Linked DNA regions of Sus scrofa: region 1 is linked to region 2. The links are chromatin contacts, called in public Hi-C maps. All regions are on one chromosome and are shown on one strand. Each heading gives the region's core, a stretch centred on a gene start, on an enhancer-like site or on the middle of the called end of the contact. The rest is flanking DNA. Distances are from core to core; before and after follow the strand shown. Region 1 overlaps EDC3 (enhancer of mRNA-decapping protein 3). Region 2 overlaps LOC106504440 (a long non-coding RNA gene).

The links. A called contact is a pair of places that touch in the nucleus more often than the background predicts.
Region 1: a contact with region 2 is called in a Hi-C map of fetal liver, with 2.7 times the contacts expected there. The contact joins two enhancer-like sites. A contact is called at or near these places in 1 of 5 promoter capture datasets (fetal skeletal muscle), 29 of 47 Hi-C or Micro-C datasets (adipose tissue, alveolar macrophages, blood and 17 more) and 2 of 2 datasets of contacts at active chromatin or transcription factors (alveolar macrophages and skeletal muscle).

Annotation. Positions count from the first base shown.
Region 1 is chr7:58,883,131-58,889,205 of Sscrofa11.1, forward strand. EDC3 (enhancer of mRNA-decapping protein 3) reads left to right here. Exons shown (of 7, transcript XM_001927872.4): 5 at 4,030-4,183. Among named protein-coding and RNA genes, the nearest start is that of CLK3, 23 kb to the right of the region's middle. Within about 2 kb of position 1,266, at least 21 of the 83 cell types and tissues checked have an H3K27ac peak or open chromatin away from gene starts, as enhancers often do. A contact at or near this core is called in fetal liver, where this site is marked.
Region 2 is chr7:58,770,799-58,776,571 of Sscrofa11.1, forward strand. It overlaps LOC106504440 (a long non-coding RNA gene), which reads left to right. Exons shown (of 5, transcript XR_002345822.1): 3 at 141-338; 4 at 5,685-5,773. Among named protein-coding and RNA genes, the nearest start is that of CYP1A2, 11 kb to the right of the region's middle. Within about 2 kb of position 3,688, at least 5 of the 83 cell types and tissues checked have an H3K27ac peak or open chromatin away from gene starts, as enhancers often do. A contact at or near this core is called in fetal liver, where this site is marked.

The sequences.
Region 1 (6,075 bases), core at 16-2,515, 110 kb after region 2:
AAGAGTGCCTGAGGAGGGAAGGCTTTTGAGGGGCCATGCTTTCTGAGGCCAGAAGACCCCCAGAGTACTTGGAAACAGAAGGCAGCCAAGATTCCTGGAGCATGTGGGGATTGAGGTCCAAGGCAAAGAGGCTAAATAGTGTACAGGGGCCAGATCATGGGAGGCCTTATGGACCCTAATAGAGTTTTAAGAGTAGTTAGGTTTCTTGTAACCAATTCTTGTTTCAGAGATATTCCTGACACCAAATTGAGTTTTGTGGTAGATTTAATTTAAGTCTATAAGGGCTGTATGTACATTGTGGGTCTGAAGATATGAATTTACCAGTGGTTTTATACCCCCCCCCAAAGAACCAATATGAGGAATTCACGATCCTAGAGGAATACCTGTGCCCTTTACTGAGTTGTGCTCCTCATTGCTAAGACATAGGACACACACAGCCTTTCCAATTAAAAGGCCATGTCACTATGAGGATTGAGTTTGGATTTGCGATGCCATTTTGTTGTGGGAGTCTTGTTAGACAACGCAAAGGCCGGGAGGTTTGCAGGACAGGGGAGGGATTTTGAGGTTACTGGGGAAGGCTTAGATGCAGCTCTGGAGGGTGTCTTGAGTGTGGGGAGGTGCAAGGGAGGATGTGAGAACGTGCACAGGTGTCCACTGGGGAGAGAAAGGCCTGAAATAGTCAGATAGAAGAATCAATGCAGGAGTGGCCAAGACACGTGGGAGGGACAGTCTGTAGTGCTGGGCCACAGGCTCTATGGCCCTGCCTCAAGCTGTGGAATGATTGTCCTGGCCTGTGCTGGGTGTGCTTAAGCCGTTTTTCTTGATACCCTGAGGTTAATCAGATCCTAAGAAGTGTTCTGCTTGTCACGAACGGGCTATAATTATCTCTCTCTCCTGTTTCACCAACAGCTGTAAAATACATATTAATATTAAGAGAAGCCCTAACAACTGATTTTACTGCCTTGGTTCCCAAACAATAAAGATCCACCTTCCAACCCAAACATAATTAGGCTTGGCCCATGTTCAGGCTTTGGCGATGTTATTGTTTGCACTTTACACGCTATGTTCTTGGTTCCCTTCCTTTGGAGTTTATTTTATTCCCTCTGCCTCTTTCTGATAAGCCCGTCTGACTGGTTGGCTTTGTGTGTAACTGTTGTTGAAAAGGAACATTTTGTGGTGCTTGCATGTTCCTTTCAGAGAAACAGAGTGCAGTGGAGTCCTAGACCCTGCAACTGGCAGACTGAACAGAAAGCATTTCTGGCCTTGTCTTTCCCTAAGCTGCAAAACATGCCAATTCATCACAGAGGCCCCTCCCCCCAGCCCAAATCAGTGCAATATAGCAGACGCTGTTTCCAGCTGCAGCACTAGCCAGCCAGAGCGGGGTCTGTACCTTGAGTTTTATACCCTTAAGGACTGTGAGGAGAAAAGTAGCAGGAAATGCTCAGCCTGCCCCCACGGAGCCCTTAGAACTAGAGAGTGGGTGCCTGTACACACGGCACAAGACCTAGGCCCAGAAAGAAAGTTTGATTTGTGGGGCGGCAGGCCCAAGACTCACAGCCCTGACCTGTTTCAAATTCAGCAGAAAAGGAGTAAGTAGGGGAAGCAATGCCCAGACCCAAGGGGAAGCTCTCCCTTGCGTGACTCTGCAGGTGAAGACAGTCTTTGAAGTAGGCAGGTGCGTGACTTGTCTAACAGGTTTAGGGTTGTTAGTAGCTGGGACTCTTGAGAATTCATTCAGCTTTTTCACAATGCTATCAGTGGTTCCTAATTAGTTCTGATAATATGTGCATGTCTGGAGCAGGCCATAAAAAATGGCTGTTTTAATCAGCTTTTGACATGCAAGGTCAGACTACAGCTGCCAGCATCGGCACCTGGGACATCAGTGACTGACATTTCTGAAAGGGTGAAGGAGAGGCAAAGCTTGTGATGGCACTTTTTGCTGTTTCTGCCCCAAGCGGGGGTAGGACTCAGGTGGAGGGGATCAGTTGACCAACAGGATAGTGTTAATTCTGACATGTAGATGGTTTTTATTTTGTTATTACATGATTGTTATTTTGCCTTCTCTTGAGAAGATACAGACCGGGGTGCTTTAAGTTCAGTCATTGTGCTTGTATACCTGTTGTTAAAATGTACAGCCGCAGCCTAATTGTGTGTGGTTTTAAGAATCTATATAATATAGCAGCATTAGACACCAGATAGAACCGCAAGACATTTCTCCTGAAGTGATCAGTGAGGAAAAGAAGTTTTTCTGTACAGGACTTTGAAGCCAATAGGATGATGATGAACTTTCTGAAAACATCTGCCTTAGAGTTAAGCCACACCAGAAATAGCAGTAGGTTTGCATCATTCATACATTTGCGTACCTGATAAGAAATTGCCTCTGTTGATAGATAAATACAGCTAAGACAGTGTAACTGAGGTGGGGGCTGAGGAAGTACAATTCCCTACTTTGAGGAGTTTTCAATCCAGTGTAAATGAGGATACAGGATCTAAAAAGGCGTGTGGTCCAGCCAGACAAGACTAGTTACATGCTGGCCCATAATGACCTGCTGGTTGAAATCCGTGTTTCTTGGTCAGCCAGTGAGGCCAGATGGGGCTCTTTGGCAGAGCTTGCTCCCTTGGGGCCAGCCCAGTAACTTCAACATTTGTTTTTTATTTTTTATTTATTTTTTTGTTTTGTTTTTTTTAGGGCTGCATCCTCGGCATATGGAGGTTCCCAGGCTAGGGGTCAAATCGGAGCAGAGCTCCCATCGTGGCTCAGTGGTTAACGAATCCGACTAGGAACCATGAGGTTGCAGGTTCAATCCCTGGCCTTGCTCAGTGGGTTAAAGATCCGGTGTTGCCGTGAGCTATGGTGTAGGTTGCAGACGTGGCTCGGATCTGGTGTTGCTGTGGCTCTGGCGTAGGCCGGTGGCTGCAGCTCCGATTTGACCCCTAGCCTGGGAACTTCCATATGCAACGGGAGTGGCCCAAGAAAAGGCAAAAAGACAAAAAAAAAAAAAAAAAAAAAAAAAAAAAAAATCAGAGCTGCAGTTGCCAGCCTATACCACAGCCACAGCAACCCCAGATCCAAGCCGCGTCTGTGACTTTATACCATGGCAGCGCTGGATCCTTAACCCACTGAGATCACAATTTTTTGACTTTGCTGTTCCTTTCCTGTTCTGGTTTTCTGGGCCCTGAAACAGTTCCTTGATAATGATATATTTAATGCTTTAGACTCGTTCAAGTGCACCAGCTGCCGCAGACTTAGGCTTTGTAAAACCAAGTACTCTCCATGGTGTAGTTTCAATGACTATGATCTCCTAACCTTTACAGAGTTCTGTTTATTTATGATGAATAAATTAAGATTCTTCTGAGCAAGGCATTGGTTGCTTTCCATGTAACTTTCCCCCTGTAGTATGAGTATTAGGTTGCAGTCACCCAAAATGGGGAGTAAATGACAAATTATTTGAGAAAAAAGGTTTCTAGTTGTACTTCTTCCGCCAAAAGGAGGGGCTGAGTAGAGGAGAGTGGGAGGAGGAGGATGTGTGGAGCAGATAGGATGAGCAAGTCCTCTTATCTTGAAATTGAGCAGCAGGGACCAGAGGGTCAGGAGGGTTTGCTGGTATCTGTTCCACTTTGGGGCAAGGATAAGGGGTCTGCTTGTGAGGAACACCCCACTGCCAGGAATGGCGTTTCCCTCACTTTGAGAAAAGCCTATTTTTTGCTAGTGTGGCTGATCGAGTGCAGCCTTTTCTTGCTAGTACCAAATACAGCATGGTGGATTTGGCCTTCGTGTTCAGAGCTGAACTTCTAGGAGAGCTTAACTTCACTTCTGCTCTCTGGAAACCCGAACAAATGGTTACTCAGTTCCCCGTCCACTGCTTGAACTCTGGGGCACAGCATAGCATCCCTCCGTCCCAGCTTTGGTGGCTGGGCTGGGGAGGGTCAGTCTTAGAGTCTTGGCTTTCGTAGATCAAGTGCACTCGTTTGTGGCCCTGGTTGCCCGTAATTGCTTTCCCTTTCTCTTCATGTCCTTTTGAACTGCAGACTCTGGCCTGGTTGTCCCAAGTGTTTCCTATGAGTTGCATAAAAAGCTGTTGTCTGTGGCTGAGAAACATGGCTTGACCCTGGAACGGAGACTGGAGATGACAGGTGTGTGTGCCAGCCAGATGGCACTGACCCTGCTTGGAGGACCCAACAGGTAAGTGCCTCCAGGTCGGCGGGGCCAAGTGTGGGTGATGCTACTCTGCCTCAGCTCCACCACAGCACCTCACACATGGTTAATTGGACAGTTGCTGCTCTTCTCACATGAGTACTTCTAGAAGTCACTTTCCTGTCTGCTACAAGGTTTTTGTTGGCCCCCCTCACCCATGTCCTGAAAGTCCTCGTTCTTCTCCCATCAAACCACCCTTGGCCCTTCCTTCCTGGGGACAGCTGGCTCTGACTTTGGCTGACTGCCAGAGGCCTGCCTGCTAAGGACCTTCGGAGACCCAGCCTTTGGAACTCATCATTCACTCAAAGGGTCTAGGATAAAAATCAGTTCTGAGTTCCATACCTGAGAACTTCTAGAATCACCGTGACCACTGAGTGTGAGAGCTAGACTGGTACCTTTCCACTACTGTTTGGGCTGATGTATCCGGAGCAGTGCTTAATTTTATTTGTGGATGTTTACTGGTACCATGTACCAGTCCTTGTGTTAGGGCCAGTTTCACAAAGAGAAAGAGACTGTGCTCCTGCCCTGCAGTAGCCTAGCGAGGCCTCCAGAAAGTGCAGTGCTGTAGTGGAGAAAACAGAAGACTCTCTAGGAGGCTGCATTTCTACTTAGAACAGTGACATCCAAGCCAAGTCCTTCAGAGCAAGGACGAGTGCACAGGGGCGAGCAGGAAGGGGGAAAGTAGTCTAGGTCTAGGGAGCAGCGTGTGCCAAGGGGCAGAGAGGATGGAGAGACTGTGAATCAGTCAGTCATTTTGTGTGGCTGAAAAGTAGGGCTTTGGTATAGCTGAGCAACAGGGAGCTGCTGAAGGGATTCCAGTAGGGCTGTAACATGATCGGTCTTGTGTTTTAGAAAGATGACTTTGAGTAGATTGAACGGAGGCAAGACTAGAGACCATGAGACCAATTGGAAAACTGTAACAGAAAACTAAGGCAGGGGCCAGATGAGAAGTGATCCAAACAGGGAAGTACGGATCAGAGAAGTGGGTGGATGAGGGAATTTCTTTAAGGTAAAACAACAGGGCAGGATAATTGAATGGATGTGGGAGGTGATAGAACATGGAGCGCCGATGATCACGGAACTTAAAGCTTTCCAGGAGTTCCCATCGTGCTCCTGTGCTCCTGCTCCATAGCTCAGTGGTTAATGAATCTGACTAGGAACCATGAGGTTGCAGGTTCGATCCCTGGCCTTGCTCAGTGGGTTAAGGATCTGGCGTTGCCGTGAGCTGTGGTGTAGGTTGCAGACGTGGTTCGGATCCCACATTGCTGTGGCCATGGCGTAGGCCAGCAACTACAGCTCCAATTAGACCCCTAGCCTGGGAACCTCCATAGCCGCAGGAAGCGGCCCTAGAAAAGGCAAAAAGACAAAAGAAAAAAAAGCTTTCCTGCCTGGACACCTGGTCAGGTAATAAGGAACGTGGGGAGAGGAGCAGGTTTGGGGGAGATGGTGGATTTTGTTTTGGATGTGTTGAGTTTAGGAGGCCTGTGAGATATCTGAATAGATCATTAGCAACCCGAATCTGAAATTTAGAAAAAGGTCTTAGCAGAATATAGAGATCTGGAGGTCACCACCTAGTCCATGGTATAAGAATTAAGGAGGGGGTGGATAGTGAGGAAAACGTATCACCATTAAAGCATGGTTACGAGATGAGGAGCCTTCCAAAATGGCTAAGAAAGTTTAAAGCTGGAGCCGTAAGAGAACCAAGAGGGTTGTGTTTAAGACCCCCGAAGTGGTGGTGAAGGAATAAAGGCACGGTCAGCAATGGTTCTGCTTAGAGAGCAAGTACCGTTAGAGTTGACAGGCGGCTGCTGGGTCAGCAAAGAGGAGGAGGACGGCAGCAGCCTTGTGGGAAAGTGTGGTCAAAGGGATCCAAGCTGGTT
Region 2 (5,773 bases), core at 2,438-4,937:
GGACAGGGGGAGACCCTGCTCAGAACTTTGGGGGTCATGGTGCACAAAAAGAAGTAGTGGAGCAAGATGCAGATCAGACCCAGCTCTGCCAGGAGGGCCTAGCTACACCAGAGATGCCACCCAGTCTACTCTGTACACAGGCTGCCAGGTGGGGAAACTGAGGCCCAGACAGAGTGCATCTTGTCCAGAGGATCTGGTCAGCAGCTCACCAGGCGTGAACCCTCTGAGTCACCCTGCTGGGTGTGGAGGACAGGCACAATGGAAGAAGAGCCCCTCTCCCCCCACATCAGAAGGCTACTAGTCTGATGGTGGAGGCTCTGGACCCACCAGGAGTGAAGGTAATTGTTGCCTGAGAAAGAAAGTTGGGGGCATAGGTGAAGACTCTGCTATATAAATGAAACCCTGAGTGCTGGAAGGAATTTGGGGGCGGGGAGAACATCCTGGGCCCTCAGCTGTGTGCCCTGTGCCCTCTGGAGGGATTTCTGGGGCCCTGACCTCCTCCCTGTCTGCAACGCAGGATTTCTGGCTGAGCCTGGAGCTGGATCCTTCTCTCTCTCATCTTTCCTGGCCCAGGCCCTGGGTTCTGACCATCCTTGGACTGGCTTCCTGCACTCACTCACTCACTTGGTCACTGCTCCAGCCAGGCCACACCAAGGACACAGAGATGAATGAGGACAGGGCCCTGGACTCTTGCAGGTGGACCCAGCCCAGCCCCTGGGGAGGGGGTCAGGGATGCCTCTGAAAGGGTGTGGGGGAGGCCAGGCCAGGTGCAAGGACTGACTGTACCAAGTGAGAGGCCTGGAGTGCACAGGCCCCCCCCTTGAGCAGCATGGGGGATCTCCAGGCTTCCCTGGGGCAGTCATCAGGGGGGCGGTGCCCCAATCCACTGGGAGGTGAGTTTCCTTCCGGCAGCTCCTTCTCACGCAATGGGCCGGAAGGGGTTGGGGGCCCATTGTTCCCTGGCACGCCAGCACCCCCCAGCCCTCCCCAGCTGCTGGGTGGGGGGAGCAGTGGAAGGAAGTGGGCTGAGCCCAGGTCCTGGCAAGACCCCAGTGAGGGGGTGCGAGGTCCCAGGAATGCTGGCTCACACGTGTGGGCATGGTATCTGCACAGCTGGGCATGCCATGCATGTGTCCTGCGTTCAGTCCTGCCCCGGACCACCTTTCCTGGCATTCCTGGTGTGTGTGCGTGTGTGTAGCATTGATCTAATATGTGCCACTTTACATACTTCATCTCATTAGGCCCCCAGCAACCCTGGGGGGTAGGATTATCATCCCCAGTTACAAGATGAAAAAATCTAGACTCAGGAATTTTGTGCAACTGGCCCAGGATTAGCGGGTGAGCTGGGCTTTAGACCTGTCTTTGTGAGCCAGCCTCCTGCCTCATCCCCTTTCCCTTTCCCAGGCCCTGCTGAGAATTAGACTCTTACCGTTAATTACCGGCCCAGGGTAATGGCGTGTAGAGGTGAGGAGTGGCCTGGGGAAGAATAGCAGGTATCACCATGCCAGCCTTCTAAAACTAGAAACACCTGCTGGCACGCAGGGTTGGCAGGGAGAGCACAGGTGGCCTCGGTGGAGACCAGAAGCCACCTCCCTCAGTCTCCCCACCCAAAAGTGCCCCCTCCCCTGCACAACCATAGAGCTGCCACAACAGTTGCCCAACCTTGAATTAGAGAGATGACCCCGGTTCCAGGGGAATTCTGCGACCCTGGTGTCACGTCAGGATAGAGGGGTAAGTGGAGTGTAGGGTCTTGGGGGGCTAATTTTGAGGGAGGGGATCCTTGAGGGCTGGGGAGCTCAGCTCAGGGTGTGATGACCTCTCGTGGCAGCCCCCTCTCAGGGATAGGAGCCAATGAGAGGACAAGGTGGAGGGCTGACTCTTTGAACTGCATAAACTTTCTTTCTTTTTGGGGGGGGCGAGTGTGCTTTTTAGCATATGGAGGTTCCCAGCTAGGGGTCGAATCAGGGCTATAGCTGCTCGCCTGCACAGCAGCCATAGCAATTCAAGATCCGAGCCATGTCTGCGACCTACACCACAGGTCACCGCAAAGTCAGATCCTTAACCCACTGAGCAAGGCCAGGGATTGAGCCCACAGCCTCATTTTTCCTTGTTGGATTTGTTTCTGCTGCACCACAACGGCAACTCCAACATCACCCTTCTTTCAGATAGTCTGCTCCCTCCTCAGATTCCTTTGTCATTTGGAAAATCCTTCCTTGGGGAGCAAGTTGCCTTTGGACTGAGACTTACCTGGACAGACCCAGGCGTCCCTAATGACTAGATTCATTTGCATAGGGACCAAGGGGGTGGGAGTGGGTGGGGGGTAACCCTGAGGAAAAAAGAAGTCAGGCAGGGTCACCTGCCCCAGTGTCACAGCCACCTTCAGAGAAGGGGTGAACTAGGCCAAAACAAAAGTGAGGATAGAGCTCCCATTGTGTCTCAGTGTTGTTGTGAGCTTTGGTGTAGGAGGATAGGTGTTGCTTCGGTTCCTGCGTGGCTATGGCCTAGGTGTTGCTGTTTGTAGATGCTTGGATCCTGCATGGCTGTAGTGTAGGCCAGCGGCTGTAGCTCTGATTCACCCCCTCGCATGGGAACTTCATATGCTTTGGGTGTGGTCCTAAAAAGACAAAGAAAAAAAGAAAGGAAAAAACAGAAGTGGTGTTTTTTTTCTCTAAGTTGTTGAGAAACCCAGCCGTTTGGCATCTTAGGGAGGACTGAGGATGAGGGCAAGATTGCTGGGCACTAAGAGTAGGGGGCAGGGTGGGCAGCCAGGAGAATGACAGGTGGAGTCTCTTGTGCGGCTCTGCTGGCTTTCCCCTGTGCCACTGCCTCTCCTGGGCCATGGTGGCCAGTGTGCTATGACTGTTTGGACACTGCTCCAAGGGGACCCAGCACTGAGCAACATGGCCTGGTTTAATCAAACTCCTCTCTCAAGAGCCTGAACTGAGTTATACAAAGGAGAGAGCAGGTTAGTGGTAGAGGCTTAGAAAAAAGGAGTTGAGAGTCTGACCTGGACAGACAGGCTGGGAGACTTCGGGAAGTCACCTCATTCTCCCTGTGAGGCCAAGGTGGGATTCCCAGCCCAGAGTCTTTCATGCCATTTTATCTTATTATTTTTTGTCTTTTTGCCTTTTCTAGGCTGCTCCCGTGGCATATGGAGGTTCCCAGGCTAGCGGTTGAATCAGAGCTGTTGCTGCTGGCCTACGCCACAGCCACAGCAACGCTAGATCTGAGCTGCATCTGTGACCCACACCATAGCTCACGGGAATGCCAGATCCATAACCCGCTGAGCAAGGCCAGGGATCAAACCCACAACCTCATGGTTCTTAGTCGGATTTGTTAACCACTGAGCCACAACGGGAAATCCACACACCATTTTATCTTCACCAGATTGCTCCTCCCCAGTGCCCTGCCCTCCCCAGCCGGTTCCCAGCTTCTCAGCCTTGTGTTTCTTATCTCTAAAGGAGGTATAATGGTGTCTACCTCCTGGGGAGTTGAGAGAACAGCCTGGGTGGTGTGTCCAGGGCCTGTCCAGGAAAGGGCAGGACAGGATGGTTCCAGTCTGCCACCAGCCTGCTGTGGGGGGCAAAGTCTCCATGTCCAATTTCTCCTGCTTTGGCTCTGGCCAGAGGGGAGCCCTAAACCAGCGCAAGTGAGTTAAAGATTGGCCAGGTGTGCGTGAGAAGCTCAGGCCAACTCCTGACCACAGGGAGCCAGGCAGGGCAATGACCTTGGGTGACCACTGGACCTGAAACTCTCCAGGTCCAGTGGGACCAGGCTGGGACCTGGCTGAGTCTTGGATTGAGAAAGTATGGCAATGTCTGGGGCTCACTGGGGGGCTTTGCAGGGTGCATCAGTGGAGTTTTCTGAAGGATGTGCCATGTCTCTGACAGACTAGAGCTCCCAGAACAAGGGCCCGTCTCCTTCCTCAGACCCGGCCGTGTTTCCTGAGGTCCCCAGGATGGGCTGCACCTCCCTCCTCAGACCAGGGCTCTCAGGGTAGACTCGTCTCTCCCTCAGACTGGAGCCCCCACATGGGGCTGCGTCTCCTCCCTCAGCTTGTGACGTTCAGGACAGGGTCACATTTTGCTCGGTCACAGGTTCCCAGGATGGAACTGCCTTTCCCCTCAGACCCGGTCCCCAAGGCAGGGCTGTGCCTCCTTCGTCTGCCAGCTGAGCTGTTTCCTCTCAGATGGAAGTTCCTTAAGGAGTTCACTTTGGGTTTGAGGCCAAGCCTGGACCCAGACAGGTTGGGCTCAGGTGAGGTGCTTCCTCCTTCTGGGTTTTAGCACAGAATCCAGCTGATTTTCTTCTTTTTTAGGGCTGTACCCGCAGTCTATGGAAGTTCCCAGGCTAGGGGTTGAATTGAAGCTACAGCTGCCAGCCTATACCACAACCACAGCAACGTGGAATCCGAGCCATGTTGTGACTTACACCATAGCTCATGGCAACACTGGATCCTTAACCCACTGAGCAAAGCCAGGTATCAAACCTGTGTCTTCATGGATACTAGTTGGTTTCTTAACCCACTGAGACACAACGGGAACTCCAGATTTTATTCTTGGGTTTTTTTTGTTTTGTTTTGTTTTGTTTTAGTAGCTTCCTTCCTTCCTTCCTTTCTTTCTTTCCTTCTTCCTTTCTTTCTTTCTTTCTTTTTTAGGACCACACCCTCGGCATATGGAAGTTCCCGGGCTAGGGGTTGAATCAGAGCTGTGGCTGCCAGGGGGTCAGGATAGATGTGCGGGCATAGCCGTTCTTTCTGTGTCATTCTCTCTCACCTCCTTCTAGGACACTCCTTGAGAATTCCTCAATCATTTTCCTTCCTTCATCCCCAACCCCCAGCCAGTTAATCCCCCCCAAGCATAAAGATATGTCCCTGGAAAGAGCCTTGGACATTAAGGAGACAGGAGGGACATTAAGGAGACAGGTGGTCAGTTCAGGTGTGTGTGAGAGGGGACGAAACCCAAATCTCGGTATCCTTAAGCACTGTTTCTCTGTATCCATTTTTTTCCCCCATGGCGAGGAGCCTTGCTCATGCATGTAAAACATAATGAATAGTAGTTCCCGCTGTGGCGCAACAGGATCTGCAGCGTCTCTGGAGTGCTGGGACGTAGGTTTGCTCCCATTCCTGGCACAGTGCATTAAGGATCCAGTGTTGGAGGAGTTCCCGTTGTGGCGCAGTGGTTAATGAATCCGACTAGGAACCATGAGGTTGCGGGTTCGGTCCCTGCCCTTGCTCAGTGGGTTAAGGATCCGGCGTTGCCGTGAGCTGTGGTGTAGGTTGCAGACGCGGCTTGGATCCCACGTTGCTGTGGCTCTGGCGTAGGCCAGTGGCTACAGCTCCAATTCGACCCCTAGCCTGGGAACCTCCATATGCCGCAGGAGCGGCCCAAGAAATAGCAACAACAACAACAACAACAACAATAACAACAAAAAGACAAAAAAAAAAAAAAAAAAAGGATCCAGTGTTGCCACAGCTGTGGTGTAGGTCGCAACCGCAAACGTGGCTTAGACTTGATCCCTGGCCTGGGAACTCCATATGCCTCATGGTGGCCAAAAAAGAGAAAACAAAGAAACATAATGAATAGCTCTTTCATTTTGTGAAGACTGAAGCCAAGGTATTATGCACTTAGAGCCGAGGGCTCTCGTGAGATCAAGTAATTCAACTCCCTGCCTCTGTTTTGCAGGTGGAAACACTGGAGGTCAAATTAGGGAGTGTGTGTCTGAGCTGAAAAGGGGGCCTCTGCCACCATGGAAGTGCTCCACCCCCAAGGCT